Regions from separate parts of the Sus scrofa genome. Here region 1 is linked to region 2. A link is a contact called in public HiChIP or PLAC-seq data. All regions are on one chromosome and are shown on one strand. The core of a region is the stretch at or near the end of the contact, and the rest is flanking DNA. Distances in the headings are between cores, read along the strand shown.

Region 1 (3,850 bases), core at 1,004-3,503, 310 kb before region 2:
ATTAAATTGATTCTTTGACTAAAGTTTTTCTATAGATTAAAAGGCAGGTGGACGACTCGAGTGGGGATCCACTCTGGGAAGCCCTCACAGCATTCTGCTCAGTTACACTTTCCTCTATGAAGGAGCCATGTGATTAAATTAGGCCCACCCAGCTAATCCAGGATAATCTCCCCATCTCAAGATTGTTAATTTAGCTACATTTTCAAAGACTCTTTTTAATTTTTTTTTTCATGTAAGGTAACATATCCACAGGTTTGTAGGGTTAGAACACCACATATTTGGGGGGAACCACTGTTCTGTCTACCACATATATGTAAAGTCAAGCAACTACCAGGCTAAAGACGTGTTATTTTATTTGGCTTATTTTGCTCCAAAGACTGTGTTATTTTTCCATCTCTCTCCTCAAATGCATTCCTCTTTCATTAAATACATCTACTATCCATTCTGTTGTCAAAGGCAGAAAGGTCCAAGGGGACTGTGGGCAGCGGTCAAATGGGAATACATGTGTATGAGCTATTGCTGTCAATGAGCTCATTTGAGTAATTTCATATCGTTGATTATATTACTTTTATATGAGTCACTTGAGACAGTTCCTTCTATTGAGTGACGTAGTGACTGTCTCAAGAGACTTTGAAGGGGCTTTTTCTTCTCTTTTCACATCCAGTCAATGAGTCACTCATTTCTGTCTACTAAATATTGGTCCAATGAAAAAGGGTTTTTCTTTTGGAAAAGAAAAATAAATTCCCTTTTCCTCAGTGGAATTAAAATAACTCTCTGTGCTCTCTCTCCCCTCACATGGCAACTCCCTAAACACCATGTAAAACCATACGACTGTATCTTATGTGTGGTATCAGCTATCAGATACAGGTCTTCATAAGTTAACAGGGATATGGGTTAGGATATCTAAATCCACACAGTATAACAAAAAGCCCTTGTGTTCATTAGAAAGTTATTTTCTCATACTTCTCCTTTCATGACTTGTGCTCAAGCCATGGTTTCCTAACTACACGACAGAGTTTCTTTTCTTTGGGCATAAATTAATGCAAGTGTCCTTCAACTGGAACACTTCTCCTTCCATCTCAAACACCTCACTTTTTCTCTTAGCTATCTCCTATTCAGTTCTTCAGTTTGCAGATTTATTAAACATTTCCGTGGGAAAATGTCCCCGGGGTAAGTACCTCATTCCGTGCTCTCATAATCATTCCTTTCGCTGCCTTTTGCACTTTGTCATAATGAATCATATACACCCACTTAACTTTTCGGTTTCCTGAAAGAGACCATAGCTTGTCATTCTCCAGCACTCGCAACTGACTTTGCATGGTGATTCAAAGGTATGAAGCTTCAAAAATATGTACCAAAATGGTACATGAGTGACCATATCATTGTGACTCCACTCAGCTTTCAGTTTTCATAAAGAGGGGAATTCTTAGAGAAAGCAGGATGATATGCCTCAGGATTCACACAATCCATCTAATAAGGACATTTACACAGTTTAAAATAGAAATCTAGGATTTTATGCTCACAGACTAACCCAGAAATGTCACATGAGCCAACACTTGACCTTTATTTTTCTTACCTTAATTTCAAACTAATTTCCACATCAAATCATTTAATTGTGGGCTCTTGTCACAACAGTGAACTTAGAACAAGCTTACTTGGTCCCTCTCTCAAAGAGCTCATCTTAAAATAAAAGTAATAATATCAGCCTCATTATCTAGCTGGACCAATTAAATGAGACCTATTGAAATCTTTTTGCAATATTTCTGGATCACAGTGAGTGATAAACTGTAGCTTTATGTTTTCATGCTATGATCAAGATAGTAAAAGTAATGTTATTCATTCTGTCAGCTGTGTGAGAATTCCAAGAAAACATGCAATTTATCAAAATTTACTTCCTTTTCGGTTTAACCAAAAAAAAAAAAAAAAAAGAAAGAAATCAGGAAATAATGTTAAAAGGATAAACCTGAAAGTTTGTATGTACTTCTGTTTATAATAATACAAATTGAGAGAGACCAAGTTGATACTGAGAAGAGCTGGGTACAAACCAAAAAAAAAAAAAAAAAAACCAAAAAAAACAAAAACAAAAACAAAAAAAACAAGATGTTTCTAAAGGGACTGGAAAGTTTTCAAGGAACTGGAGAAACAGGAGAGAAGTAAGTAAGCATTTGGGGAATCACTCTTCTCATAGTGGTACCTTGGGGATGGGTTAAGTGCTCAGAATCTGGGCAGAGGGCCACACTAGCAGATACTTTCCCAGAAGTGTTAGCACAAGCCTGTGTATGCCCGACACACAGTGAGGCCAAACAAATCAAATCATCAGAGTTTTGAGCAGAGAAAATTTATTGCAGAGCCACGCAAGGAAATGGGTGGCTTATGCCTCCCAAATATCTTGAACTTCCTGAACCAAAATTGCAAAGCATTTTTAAAGGCAAGGGAAGGGAAGGGTATGGTTGGTTGTTGCAAACTTCCTGGTTTAGAAATCCTTTGTTCCTGTCGCTGTCCAAGGAGGTCAGGTCGGGCCGTTCCTGTCAACCTCTGACAGGATACAGGTTATGATTCAGAGAGGAGCTAAAGCACAGGAAATGTGGGAAGGGCCTGCCCCAGGGAAACCCCATAGGGTCCTGCTGAGGTAAATCTTGAGAACAAGTGTTGGACAAGGAAGGGAATACAAGTTTAGGTAAAGAAGTTAATCACAAACCTGACAGAGATACGCATAGGGTCCTGCTCCGTTTTATCAGCAGACACTGCTTTGAGAGTGGCTGGTGGCACCTGAGTCTAACACAGCTACTCCATTTTTACTTCCAAATGCATTTCTCTCCTCAATGGCCAAAGTAGATGTTACCATTGATGATTTTAGTGCTTTTCTAGATAAGAGAAGATGCAAGAATTGGGGCTCATAAAATCTTCTCCTGAAACTATCTAGCTATCTGAAGGCTGGTTCTATCAGTTCTTCTGAGCGCACAGAGTGCCTCATTCCTGATACCCACCCTGAATTCCCTTCAGGGGGTGTTGAAGGTCAGCGACTGCAGTGGCTAGTGACCGAAATCCTTGTAGAGGCAGATGACAAGTGCCAAATTTTAGTTGTCAGGGCCCCTTTAGTGTCATAAACTTGACCATGGTTTGGGGGGCCTTTCATCCCATGGTGCCAGGAGTGCTCATTCCCAAGTCAGGTGACCATTGCTTTGAAAGGCCACTCAGTGTGTTATTACTGGACTAGGCCTTATTTAACAGTGGAGAGGAGTTCCCGTCGTGGCTCAGTGGTTAAGGAATCTGACTAGGAACCATGAGGTTTCAGGTTCAATCCCTGGCCTCGCTCAGTGGGTTAAGGATCTGGTGTTGCTGTGAGCTGTGGTGTAGGTTGCAGACGCGGCTCGGATCCTGTGTTGCTGTGGCTCTGGCGTAGGCCAGTGACTACATCTCCGATTCAGCCCCTAGCCTGGAAACCTCCATGTGCTGCGGGAGCGGCCAAGGAAATGGCAAAAAGCCAAAAAAAAAAAAAGAAAAAAAAAAAAAAAAGAAAAAGTAGCAAAAAAACTCTAGACCACTTATCTTACAAGTCTTTTATGGTTCAGGAAAATAGTCCTTCTTGTTGCTTCTTCCCATATCCAGAGTTACACAATTACAATCATGGATCTCATATGCAACTATGTATTATCAGAGGCTCAGTCACACATTTGTCAATGCAAGAAGCAACAATTTTCTAAAACAGGCAATATGTCATAAGTTGTTGCAAATATCTCCTGGCTTCAGAGAGGATGTTTTTTTTTTTTTTTTTTTTTTTTTGCCATTTCTTGGGCCGCTCCTGCGGCATATGGAGGTTCCCGGGCTAGAGGTCGAATCGGAGCTGTAG
Region 2 (3,544 bases), core at 186-2,685:
TACTTTATACCACTAAAAAGAATGGTGTTTGCAAAACAATACTTACATCAAAATGAAGTAAAAATTGGGGGATCAGGATAGAAACACTAAGAAATACATATTTTTTAATTTCAAAATTTAAGGTTACAAACAAGTTCTAAAATTTTCTATTAAAAAAAACTTTTACTTTAAAACTTGCTTTTCTATGTGATCTTTTACCTTGAACCATGTTTTCACCTGTTCAGGAAATATTGCTGTAGGGTCTCCATCTGATGAAACAAATTCACCCACTTCCTTTTTTTACTTTGTCCTTAACTAGCTTGAAATTTAAAGACTTTCATATGTGAATTCTTCCTTATTTGATTTTCACAAGTCTTTGCAAAATGATTCTATAACTTCCTGCACTTTTTGAAAAATGTAATCATGATTAAAGTCCTGGTCTCTTCTCTTTACATGGAGGGGGCGGGATATAAAAAAATATTTCTCTCTGCTTAGCCCACTGAGCTCCGAATGCTAAAAGCAAAAACCGCTGCCGCTGCACTCTTTTGTGAATGGAAGAGGGCTGAGGTATACATTCATTAAAAATTGCTGACGTTAAATATTGTCCTATCAACCAACCGGCAAAAACCTTTCAAATAGAATGTAAAAGTCTAGCTGGTAAGTGATTGGTGTATTTTTGTGCTTCTTCCATTATATTCATCATTTACTGAATTGCATTAGAATAAGGCGTATTGACTTCTTCAGAGGCTCCAGAATTAAAGTAAAAAAAAAAAAGAAAGAAAATTCATAACAAATATTTCTCATCCTAGACAAATCTTGCAACCAGTGAAACTGTGTACAAACCCCTGAGTTCTTCTGTTTTGAAGTAAAAGGCTTTTCCTTTAGCCTCCCGGGCCACCCCTCAGTCTCAGCTGTCTCCATTAGGTCCTGCCTTGGCCCGCTAACTGGTTACTAATGGTTACTTTCTTGTTAGAGTTACATCGAACCTGGTGTTTTCGTTTCCTCTGAGACACTCCCTAATACCCTCTTCCTGTTCTGAGCAATCTTCCCTGCAGAGAGAAGGTCAAGGTGCGATAACCCCAAAGACCACCAGAAACTGGCACCAGATCCCCTGACGCCAGCCTTGATGACAATGAAATGATCTATGGAGGGAGAAAACTGCAGGCACCCTAATCCTTATCAAAGCCCTGTTTATTTCAAGCTAACCCTATAAAACCCCCTGCTCTCCAGGCAGGACACAGTTTTGAGGGTGTAAGCCTGCTGTGGCTTCCTTTGCCTGGCAAAGCCATAAAGCTGTTCTTTCTGCATCACCCCAAACTCTGTCTCCGAGACTTAACTGATGCCAGTGTACAGAGGCTTCGTTTCGGTTACACCAGGAGCCGCTCCCAAGTCAAGGCGCAGACTTACACACAAGCCCCAGAGCTGCCAGGCCAATCAGCAGCACCAAACACAGAGTCAGCAGGGTCAGGGCCACGGGACGCCAAGCAGAAGAGGGAGGCCGGTGCTCTGCAGGCACAAGACAAAAGACAGGGTTTCACTTTGTCTTCCTCTTGGATCCATGTCAGCAGCATGTGAGTGAGAGGAGCTGGTTCTGGGAAGACACAGAATTTGCCGGACAACAGTATTCATGAACTGGATAACACTCCCTCTGTCCTGGAAACGTGGCCACAGGGCTCCATGCCAAGCCTCACTTATCACAGCTAGATTCTTTCACAAGCCCTACCCTCCCCTCCCCTCCCCATCCACCCAGTCCTACGTTGCACTGATTCAAGTTTTGTACACTATCTCTATAAGGCTGTGTGTATAACCTTCTTTTTGTCAAAATTAGAGTTGTGAAAGACTCTCAAAAAAATGGCTTAACAAAGAACAATTTTTCACATGATCAGAGAACAAGTGGAATTAATTCGTTGTTACTGCAAAACACCCCCTCCCGAGTTCCCCAAATGATTCTTCTAATATACCCTATCTATAATAGCTATAATAATATCTGTATCTATAATCAATCTCTATCTACAATATCTATATCTATCATTTCTCTATCTATAATTATATCTAATAAACTGGTATGCAAACTACATATCAGTAATGGCAAATGATTGTTTTACTGTTTCTTTGGGGAATTTCTTTATAGGAAGATTCACTTTTATAGGGATTTTGTCTGCTCATTCTTTTGATCTCTAGCTCCAAAAATAGATTATAAATACAGACTAAAAAATAAATATGGTTATCTATTTCCCAAGGATGGATCTAAATGATCTTCTAAGTGATCCAAGTGATCACCTGCTGCCAGCATCCTTCCCTTGCCCTTGCCTTTGTGCAGATTGCAAAGGCTCCTCTGAGTCCAGAGTAAACCCATTACCTAGTGAGGTCAGCTATGGATCTGAATGACCACAAATACCTGACAAGGAAGACCCCCAGTCAGGTAGTATCTGGGATTTGTGGTTAAAATAAAACAGAGGGATGGAAAACCCTGAAACAAATTCTTCACAACCTGTGAATTTCACTTCATCGGGAATTTAAGTCAAGTTCTCAAGCAGAAAAATTAAAGGCACATACATTCATTTCCTTTTTTAGCAAAGTTCTCTGCATGATATATTTCAGGTACAGAGATCTGTGCTAAACATTAGTTCCAAGTGGGGAATTATAACTAGTAGAGATAGTATAGGAATAGAAAATATGACCACTATCCTTTGAGACTTACAAGTTAACAGGGAAAATAAATAAAAATCTGGATGCAGACATTGATATATTTTAGAATGTGGATCTTTTTTCTTTTCCTTTTTTTTTTTTTTTTTTTTTTTTTTAATGGCTGCACCTGCCGCATATGGAAATTCCTGGGCCAGGGGTTGAATCAGAGCTGCAGCTGCAGCCTACCCTACAGCTACAGCAATGCCAGATCTGAGCCACATCTGCAGCCTACACCACAGCTTGCAGCAAGCAATGTCAGAACATTAACCCACTGGTGAGGCCAGGGATGGAACCTGCATCCTCATGGAGGCTATGTCAGGTTGTTAACCCAAGGAGCCACAATGGGAACTTTCTTTATAATCATATCCTTATTTTTAGAATAAGATCTGCATTACTTTTCCTAAAGACCCAGATTTATTTTTAAAGTGGAAATTGTATTATGTTACTTCATGACTTAAAAACTGGCAATAGTTTTAGTGCACTTAGAATAAAATTCTACGAGAATCTTTTCATCTGGACCCTATCTAGTGCTTTCATCTGTTTCTGAATTATTCTTCTCTCACTCAAATGCACTAGTCACTGTTTACCCTAGATCCAAGCAAATCTTAGTACCTTTGCATTAGTTCTGCCTGTATCCTTGTGCTGATCAATCCTCGGATATGTTACTGGTAGCCTACTTCCAGTGACCTAGCTTTCCGTTTTTTTGTTGTTGTTGTTTTTTTTTTTTTTTTTTTTTTTTTTGTCTTTTTAGGCTGCACCCACAGCATATGGAGGTTCCCAGGCTAGGGGTCTAATTGGAGCTGTTGCTGCTGGCCTACACCACAGCCACAGCAACGCAGGAGCCGAGCTGCATCTGCAACCCACACTACAGCTCATG

What was found. HiChIP or PLAC-seq counts read pairs in DNA pulled down with a chosen protein or histone mark.
Region 1: a contact with region 2 is called in an H3K27ac HiChIP or PLAC-seq map of alveolar macrophages. The contact joins two enhancer-like sites. A contact is called at or near these places in 2 of 2 datasets of contacts at active chromatin or transcription factors (alveolar macrophages and skeletal muscle).

Annotation. Positions count from the first base shown.
Region 1 is chr5:62,172,879-62,176,728 of Sscrofa11.1, reverse strand. No RefSeq gene overlaps it. Among named protein-coding and RNA genes, the nearest start is that of CLEC2D, 53 kb to the left of the region's middle. Within about 2 kb of position 2,253, at least 24 of the 83 cell types and tissues checked have an H3K27ac peak or open chromatin away from gene starts, as enhancers often do. A contact at or near this core is called in alveolar macrophages, where this site is marked.
Region 2 is chr5:61,860,567-61,864,110 of Sscrofa11.1, reverse strand. CLEC1A (C-type lectin domain family 1 member A) reads right to left here. Exons shown (of 6, transcript XR_002344110.1): 2 at 1,317-1,485. Among named protein-coding and RNA genes, the nearest start is that of CLEC1A, 13 kb to the right of the region's middle. Within about 2 kb of position 1,435, at least 21 of the 83 cell types and tissues checked have an H3K27ac peak or open chromatin away from gene starts, as enhancers often do. A contact at or near this core is called in alveolar macrophages, where this site is marked.